Regions from separate parts of the Ovis aries genome. Here region 1 is linked to region 2. The links are chromatin contacts, called in public Hi-C maps. All regions are on one chromosome and are shown on one strand. Each heading gives the region's core, a stretch centred on a gene start, on an enhancer-like site or on the middle of the called end of the contact. The rest is flanking DNA. Distances are from core to core; before and after follow the strand shown. Region 1 has its middle 89 kb from the start of DCBLD2. Region 2 overlaps DCBLD2 (discoidin, CUB and LCCL domain containing 2).

Region 1 (4,226 bases), core at 1,724-4,223, 150 kb after region 2:
GTGGGTTTGATCCCTGGTCTGGGAAAATTCCACATGCTGAGGGGCAACTAAGCCCAGGAGCCACAACTACTGCATGCCCTAGAACCACTAGTGCGCTGCAACTAGAGAATCACCCCCTCTCATCACAACTAGAGAGAAGCCTGCTCAGCAGGAGAGACCCAGCACGGCCAAAAATAAATAAATAAAATTATTTCAAAAAAAAAAAAAAAGAAAGAACAGGCCCTCCAGTTAAATTCCCTGCTGACAGTCCTTCCCTAGAAGACTTCCCTACTGAAGTATCCTTGACCCGTGATCCTAATCCACAAGCAATCTTGCCCAGGCAAGGTGTCCCCTCTAACTAGCAAGCATTTCATTTGGCAGAGTTATCCTTTTGTTCTTTGCAGACTTTAGTGTCAGGAAACCTGATTACAAGTCCTTGTTTTTTTTTTTCATGACCTAACCCTTTGCTTTTTCATGCCTAATTTCGTTGATAAAATTTAGCAACTTTATTTTGATGTGACAAACTGCACATGGAGTGGACAACTTGATAAGTTTTGACATGTGTGTACACTCAGGAAGCCTTCACCACAATCAAGATGATGAACATATTCTGCAACCCCAAGAGTCTCTCTTGCTCTTTCGTGATCCCTCCCTCACTTCCCTCCCTGCCTCCTCTGGCACCCTCAGGCAACCGCTGATCTGCTTCGTGTCAGTACAGATTAGTGTCTATTTACTACGAATTTTATGTAACTGGCAGAGTCATACAGAATGTATTATTTTCTTGGTCTGGTTTCTTTTACTCAGCATAATTTTTCTGAGATATGTTCATGTTGTTGGATGTATCCTTTTCATGCTGAATAGTATTCTATCGTATGGATAAATCACAATTTATATCCGTTCAAGCCATCCAGTTATGAACCCAATAAACTTTACGGAGTGGAAAAGAAAAGACACTACGGTATAATACTTTTATGAACTTCTTTCTCTATAATAAATTTTACACTACCGCTTCATGTTTACCTCTGTAAGTATTCAAAAATGAATTATAAATACAATTTAACTATGCAAACTAAAAGGGTCTATTGGACCCAGATGGTAAATTGAGTATTTTTTTCTGGGGTCCTGAGGGATAACCAAGGAAAACTCTCTGAAATAGTAATTGCTGGAATATAAGAACTTTTTTGAAATTTAACATCTCATTTTCAACAGAATTTTAGTAAATAGAAATACATCAGACAAACATTAAAATGATCATCACCAGCACCACAAAAATAATAATGGAGGGGTTCCTTACAATGCTAACCACCTAAATGAGCAGATGGTTTTGACTTGAGAAATCCGGGTCTAAAGACTCATTCTGCTCTATTGTTTTTCCCATAAGTTTCCCCCCTCTTAAAAGAGAATGTGAAGATTTCCCCAGAATTTTCACCTAAATCATCAGTTCTTTTCCTCACATCTTTTAAAGCAATTGGTCTTCTCAGATTCTTAGCTTGAGGGAATGAGTTACATTTCATTCGGAGAGTGGGAAGCAGTGAGTCAGATAAAACTCACTCAGGACACATAAAGGACTTGGCCTGTTCGTTGGGTAACTGCCCAGCTTAAAATTAGGATAATGAACTGCCTTCTTTACCTGAATGAAATATTTCTCATGTTTCAGATTTCAGCACTCGTTTGGAAGGCTTCTATCTCTCCAATTTAGTTGCAAGTGAAACACACATAAAATCTGCTTCCCACAGGCTGTTTGATTTAGAAGATATTGATTAACAATCAGCCAGGAGATGGGAACAATCTATTTTGACCTAACAATTTCACCCATCTTTTTAAACTGACTTTCAGAGTTTCCGCTCTTGGTGCACATTAAAGGATACATGTCAAAAATCCTAAAATATTAAACAATTTCCGGTTATTAAGGAGTTTTTGAATGGAAGGAACTGTTACTTTGGAACTGGTCTGCCTGTGAGTTGTTCAGTGGAAGAAGGCAGGATGGGAAAAGAATACTCAGTAGAATGTCCCCAGTGAATGTCCACACATTACTGGATGTGTGTGAGTGTCTAACCCAGGCCCTTGTTATGGAATCTTCATGATCACTGCAACAGTTAAAAAATTTAGCTGAAACATGGATGGACCTAGAGATTGTCATACTGAGTGAAGTAAGTCAGAGAGAGGAGAAATATCCTATGGCATTCCTTAAATGTGGAATCTAAACAGAATTGATACAAATGAACTTACTTACAAAACAGAAAGAGACACACAGAATTAGAGAAGGAACTTAAGCTTGCCTCTACACACTGCTACATTTAAAATGGAGAACCAACAAGCACCTACTTTTAGGCTCAGTGTACTGTGGCAGCCTGGATGGGAGGGCCTTTGGAGGAGAATGGATGTGTCTGGCTGAGCCTCTTTGCTGTTCACCTGAAACTGTCACAACACTGTTAATCAGCTATACCCCAATACAAAATAAAAAGTTTAAAAAATTTAGCTAAAGAACATGCCTTATAGTTGTATTTTTTTTTTTAATGTAGGCAATTAACCTATCCATTGGTGGACCAAATTGATTTGATTAGGTCTAAGATATTCTCATAGAAACTGATACCAAAAAGAATTTAAATTCTACCATCTCTTGATGGAAAATTCCATACAAGCACAGTTTTTAAAAAATCTCCTTTATCTTTTACTATTGTAAAATGAAAATAATATTTTTTTAATATTTCCAAGAAACGTCAAAGGACCCACCCAACTCCCAGGCTGCTCACTGTTTTTTTTTTTTCCTTTTAATTGCTTTTACATCATGTCCAAGTCTGACCATTTGCACTTAACACTTGCTTGATAAACTCTGCCAAGCTGAGGGATGCTTGTCTGTTTTACATTCCTTGGCTTGTGAAGCGTTTTTTTTCTGCTTCACATGCCTAAGGGGGCAAAGGTCAAACCTCCTCAGCTGCAGATGAGGTCATTGTTGCTGATGGTCTGCAGCTGATCACAATAAAAACAGGGTCTCCCCTGTGACCAGCCCTCCCCATTTAGGAGCAGTGATGTCATCTCTGGTGAGACAGGATGAGACATGCAACTGGGTTTAAATTGTACTACATAAATTTTTCTTCTGACTTCACTGCAATCTTTTATTTATTTTTGCAAAAATACTAGCTTAATCATGGTTTTAGACTAAAAATAAATAAATAGATGAAGTAGAGGAAGCTTATATTTTACAAGTAGCCCTTCATATCTGTCAGGCAAAGCCAGAATAAAGTGCTGTTTTCCTACATCAAAAGAAATGAATATTGGCAATCTCATATGCCAGTCTCATCCTAACACTTTCAAAGTACCTCTCTTCAAGAATACTAAGTGTTCTTACAAGGATTTCAGAATCAGACCTTAGTTCAGTTCAGTTCAGTTCAGTTCAGCCACTCGGTCATGTCTGTCCGACTCTTTGCGACCCCATGAATAGCAGCATGCCAGGCCTCCCTGTCCATCACCGTCTCCCAGAGTTCACTCAGACTAACGTCCAACGAGTCCGTGATGCCATCCAGCCATCTCATCCTCAGTCGTCCCCTTCTCCTACTGCCCCCAATCCCTCCCAGCATCAGAGTCTTTTGCGATGAGTCAACTCTTTGCATGAGGTGGCCAAAGTACTGGAGTTTCAGCCTCAGCATCATTCCCTCCTTAGTTCAGGTGTCCCCAGACTCTAGGCCATGGACCGGTACCTCCTGCCAGATCAGTGGCAGCACTAGATTAGAAATAAAGTGCACAACTTAGAAAAGGCAGAGGAACCAGAGATCAAATTGCCAACATCCACTGGATCATCAAAAAAGCAAGAGAATACCAGAAAAACATCTACTTCTGCTTTATTGATTATGCCAAAGCCTTTGTGCAGGTCACAACAAACTGTGTAAAATTCTTCAAGAGATGGGAATACCAAACCACATTATCTGCCCCCTGAGAAATCTGTATGCAGGTCAAGAAGCAATAGTTAGAACTGGACTTGAGACAACAGACTGGTTCCAAATCGGGAAAGGAGTATGTCAAGGGTGTATATTGTCACCCTGCTTTTTTAACTTATATGCATCGTGCAAAATGCCAGGCTGGATGAAGCACAAGCTGGAATCAAGATTGCTGGGAGATATATCAATAACCTCAGATATGCAAATGACACCACCCTTATGGCAGAAGGTGAAGAAGAACTAAAGAGCCTCTTGATGAAAGTTAAAGAGGAGAGTGAAAAGGCTGGCTTAAAATTCAACATTCAAAAAAGT
Region 2 (4,220 bases), core at 1,590-4,089:
TTATTCCTACTTTTAATTTATTCAAAGTAAAATGTACTTAGGCTAAGATGACTGTTAAATCATCAGTGCTTAAATGATAGAAATATTCTACTACATGAGACCTGATTATAAATGATTAAGGTTGAAGCTACATTTGGAAATCCAACTCTTTGCTTTGTCTCATCAGTGATGTCCTTTCTTCTTCCACCTGAAACTTTAGAAACCAGTTTGATATCTAATATGATAGTTAATAGGGATAACTATTTCTTTTTAAAAATCCCTTTAAGAAGATACAATAACTACAGGATAAGCACATTATTATTAGTTTCTCAAAGAACAGCGAAGTCATTTTTAATAAATGCAATGAAAACAAGATGCCTTAAACATATTGTTGAATTACCTTTAGGAATAAATTGACATCCGAGCAGTTCCATTTTCATGGCAATTTTCTGCTGCCATTGGGTAGGATTCACTCTAATAAAACGTGCAATAATTGGTGGCAAAAAGTTATTACGCACATCCTGGTGATAATCTTTGTTTCCTTGAAATATCTTTAAAAAACAACAAAAAATTGGTACTTTACATCAACAGAGGCCAGGGCTAAACTGCTCCACTGAAACATGTTTTTGGGTTTTGCTCTGGGCCTTAAATGAGCTCTGCAAAGTATGACAATAAGCATTAATTTGTATGAAAATAAATCATAATTTGGAAAAACTATTAAGAAGCAGCACCTTCTTCATAAAAATTTCATAAAAGGAAATACTGAATATAAAAATCATTTTATATGATTTAAACATAACAAAAGTTCTAACTTGGCAATTTGAAGAGGTTTTAATTACAGTGCACAGTATATTGTATTAATAATTCCTGTGGAATCATCAACTGTTTAAATTTATTTTTAAGGTAAAGCATAATTGAACATTTGAGGTCTTAGAGGAAATGCTTTACTGTGTACTTTTCATAATTTTTCTCTCAATAAATTGACTGAAAGTGAACACACTAGTAAACACATAAGGGATATGTATCTCCACCTACTGGAGAAACTGTATAAACACAGTTCCCACTTCTCTGCCAGCAGAGAGTGGGAAAACCTCATAGACAAAGGATACCAGGCTGAGTTCTTGAACAATACTGTCTCAGCAGTCGGGAAAGATGAGAACTAAAGCTGCTCAGGTCTTGCCTAACAACACAAAAATGTAAGCCTTGGAAAGATCACATGGTTTCCAAGTAACCTAACTGCATCGCAGAACAGCTATGTGTGTCAGGTCAGAACTAATAAGCCAGACCACTTCCTCATTTTACAGGTAAGAACTCTGATCCTATAGGCAGTGGTTTAGTTGCTAATTCGGGTCCACCTCTTTGCCACCCCATGGACTGTAGCCCACCAGGCTCCTCTGTCCATGGGCTTTCCCAGGCAAGAATACTGGAGTAGGCTGCCATTTCCTCCTACAGGGATCTTCCCAACCCAGGGATTGAACGGATGTATCCTGCGTCTCTTGCACTGGCAGGTGGATTCTTTACCACTGAGCCATGTGGGAAGTCCCAGCCTAGAACTCTAAACCCAGTGAAATTATCTTTCAAAAAAGAAGCCAAAATATTTTCTCAGAACTTTGTTGAGACGTTTTTAAAATATAAGCATTGATAATACTTATGATTATAAAAATTATTCCATAAGTATAACAAATACTACTATACAAATAAATATGGATGTGCTAATAGTAAAAAGTAGTCAAGTTTGGGGGCATTAAGCAGAAATAAGTTACAGACAGAGACAATATTGTTATTTGCCGCAAGGGGTGGAGGCTCACTAAAGGTGAAGTTCTTGTGATATCAAGTAGAGGAGAAAGAAGGAAGGCCTTGAATAACAGCTGAAGAGTTTAGATCCAGATGAAAGACTAAAAGGAACCCCTGGAGTTTTCTGAACAGAGAGATAAGTGGCAAGTGAAAATATTAGCATACCATATATATGGCAGAGAACTGATAGTATCATAAAATCAAAGCAAAACTCATGGGGAGGTTTCACTGGAAAAATGTGCTCATAATTCAATTCCAGATGAGAGGCAATCACCTTCCCTGGGGACAGGGACCCCTTGCGATGGGTGGATCAAGACCAGGAGCCCAGATGAAAGAAACTGACCTTCAGCTGGGAGCCACCTCTGCTAGTCTCTCTCTACCCCTAAGCATCTGTTCTGGCACATTACAGCGCTGTCATTTTTGGCTAACTAAAAAGTAAGATGAGGAAGTTCTCCAGGTAGAAAAAACATAGTTGTTCTTTTACAACAAATGTTGGTGAGGTGATCTTGAAATGATCTTTCTATAATAGAATATAATTTAATGCCCTTCTGCTTTATCCTCTGCAGCCCCCTCACCTTGCCTAGAGAGTAGAAATCTAGGAACAAATTAGGCTCGCCACCATTCTGTGGACTGATAAGAAAAGTTTTTTAAAGATAAGAAATTCATTAATTATAATAAATAATTAATACATTATTTAAACAATTTAATTAATTCTGGAAAAAGAAATCAAGAAAGTACTTACCCTTACAATCATTAAAAAGGACCCAGACACCCTGAGAATTTCCTAACCATGTTAGAAGGGTAAGGCTAATAACTGTGTGCTATGCTTAGTCGCTCAATCGCGTCCAGCTCTTTGTGACCCTATGGACTATAGTCCTCCATTCTCCAGGCAAGATTACTGAGGGGATTCCTATGCCCTCCTCCAGGGGATCTTCCCAACCCAGGGATCAAACTCAGGTCTCCCACATTGCAGGTGGATTCTTGACCAGCTGAGCCACCAGGGAAGCCCAAAAAACCAATAATACCTAAAATAACCAGGAGAGGGCAGAGTAAGACCAAATGATATTTAATTTTTAGTATCACAAAGGGAGAGCTTCTGTGGCTCATTGCAAAGGCCACACCTACCCATCACCCTCTTCTAAAATTGCTCTTTAGAAATACTTCAGTGACCATTTTACCTTATCCTGGTCCACACCAGGCTCTCTGTACACAGTCCACCTCTGCCCATCAGCACTGTACAGAATCTTGTAGGCTGACACGTAGTAATTGTGCTCCACCATGGTGGAGCCAGTAGTCACAATGCCTGGGAACAGGAAGGTGATCCATTAGAGCTCACAGTCTGATCCTTGAAGTTTGTTCATCACTGAAGCATTAACACCTAAAATGTACTGTTCGGACAGTTTTGTCTGTGGCACAGGACCATACCTAAGTGCAAGGTTTCAACCTAATAGGAACTACTCCTTGGCTTTGTTCCCTTGGAGGGACAGGAAGAATTATGACCACATATAAGGAAAGGACTATTGTATTTTGGCAGCCTGTATTCCTGTCACTGCAAAATACTGCTCACTTACTGAAAAAGAATGACTTCCTGGGAATGAATAAAGATTATTGGCATTATTTTTAGTACCAAAGCAAAATAAATTTCAACAAAATTATCTAAAGCAATCCTAACCAAATATTCTGCCCATGTGTTAAGTTGCTCTAAATAATTAAATTTATACTCGGCACATGTGGGATATTATTTGTTGCTCTTAAAATGGGCTCATTGAACATAAACTTCCCTTAATGACTGTTGTTGCTGTTTAGTCACTGAGTTGTGTCTGACTCTTTGTGACCTCATGATTGTAGCCCTGCAGGCTCCTCTGTCCATGGGATTCTCTAGGCAAGAACACTGAAGTGGGTTGCCATTTCCTTCTCCACTTAATGACTGTAGGAGATGGTTATTTCAGATGCCTCAAGATCCCTTTACTCTAACACTACCCTAAAAAAAACTTACTACAATGAAAAGAAAAACTAATAAGAATCAATTACCAACTCCTCTCCTTTGCAATGCTTTGTAAAACCTTTGGTCGTATTAATACCAGTAAACTAAACTTGGTGTCATGTGGGACTCTTGGGACCCCATGGACTGTGTAGCCTGCTAGGCTCCTCTGTCTGTGGCATTCTTCAGGCAAGAATACCGGAGTGGGTTGACATTTCCCTCTCCAGAACTACACTTAAAATCATATAATTAAATTTGCAGTGACCAAATTTTCTATGAAATTCTTACATGTCACCAGGTTTTCAAATGAAATCAGCATTATAAATCATCTAGAAAATTCTGTCTTTTACCTGTGATCTTCTTTTCCTTATTCAGATCTACTTGCAACCACTGGTATTCATCGGTGGCAAAAGCAGCCCAAGGAGGTCCAGGTTTTTTCAGCCTGGCCTTTTCAGGTTTCCAGCTG

The links. A called contact is a pair of places that touch in the nucleus more often than the background predicts.
Region 1: a contact with region 2 is called in a Hi-C map of tail adipose tissue, with 10 times the contacts expected there. The contact joins two enhancer-like sites. A contact is called at or near these places in 12 of 16 Hi-C or Micro-C datasets (blood, hypothalamus, liver and 7 more).

The regions. Positions count from the first base shown.
Region 1 is chr1:164,199,613-164,203,838 of ARS-UI_Ramb_v3.0, forward strand. No RefSeq gene overlaps it. Among named protein-coding and RNA genes, the nearest start is that of DCBLD2, 89 kb to the left of the region's middle. Within about 2 kb of position 2,974, at least 6 of the 54 cell types and tissues checked have an H3K27ac peak or open chromatin away from gene starts, as enhancers often do. A contact at or near this core is called in hypothalamus, where this site is marked.
Region 2 is chr1:164,047,877-164,052,096 of ARS-UI_Ramb_v3.0, forward strand. DCBLD2 (discoidin, CUB and LCCL domain containing 2) reads right to left here. Exons shown (of 16, transcript XM_004002870.6): 8 at 4,105-4,220; 9 at 2,952-3,076; 10 at 380-530. Among named protein-coding and RNA genes, the nearest start is that of TRNAE-UUC, 55 kb to the right of the region's middle. Within about 2 kb of position 2,840, at least 10 of the 54 cell types and tissues checked have an H3K27ac peak or open chromatin away from gene starts, as enhancers often do. A contact at or near this core is called in hypothalamus, where this site is marked.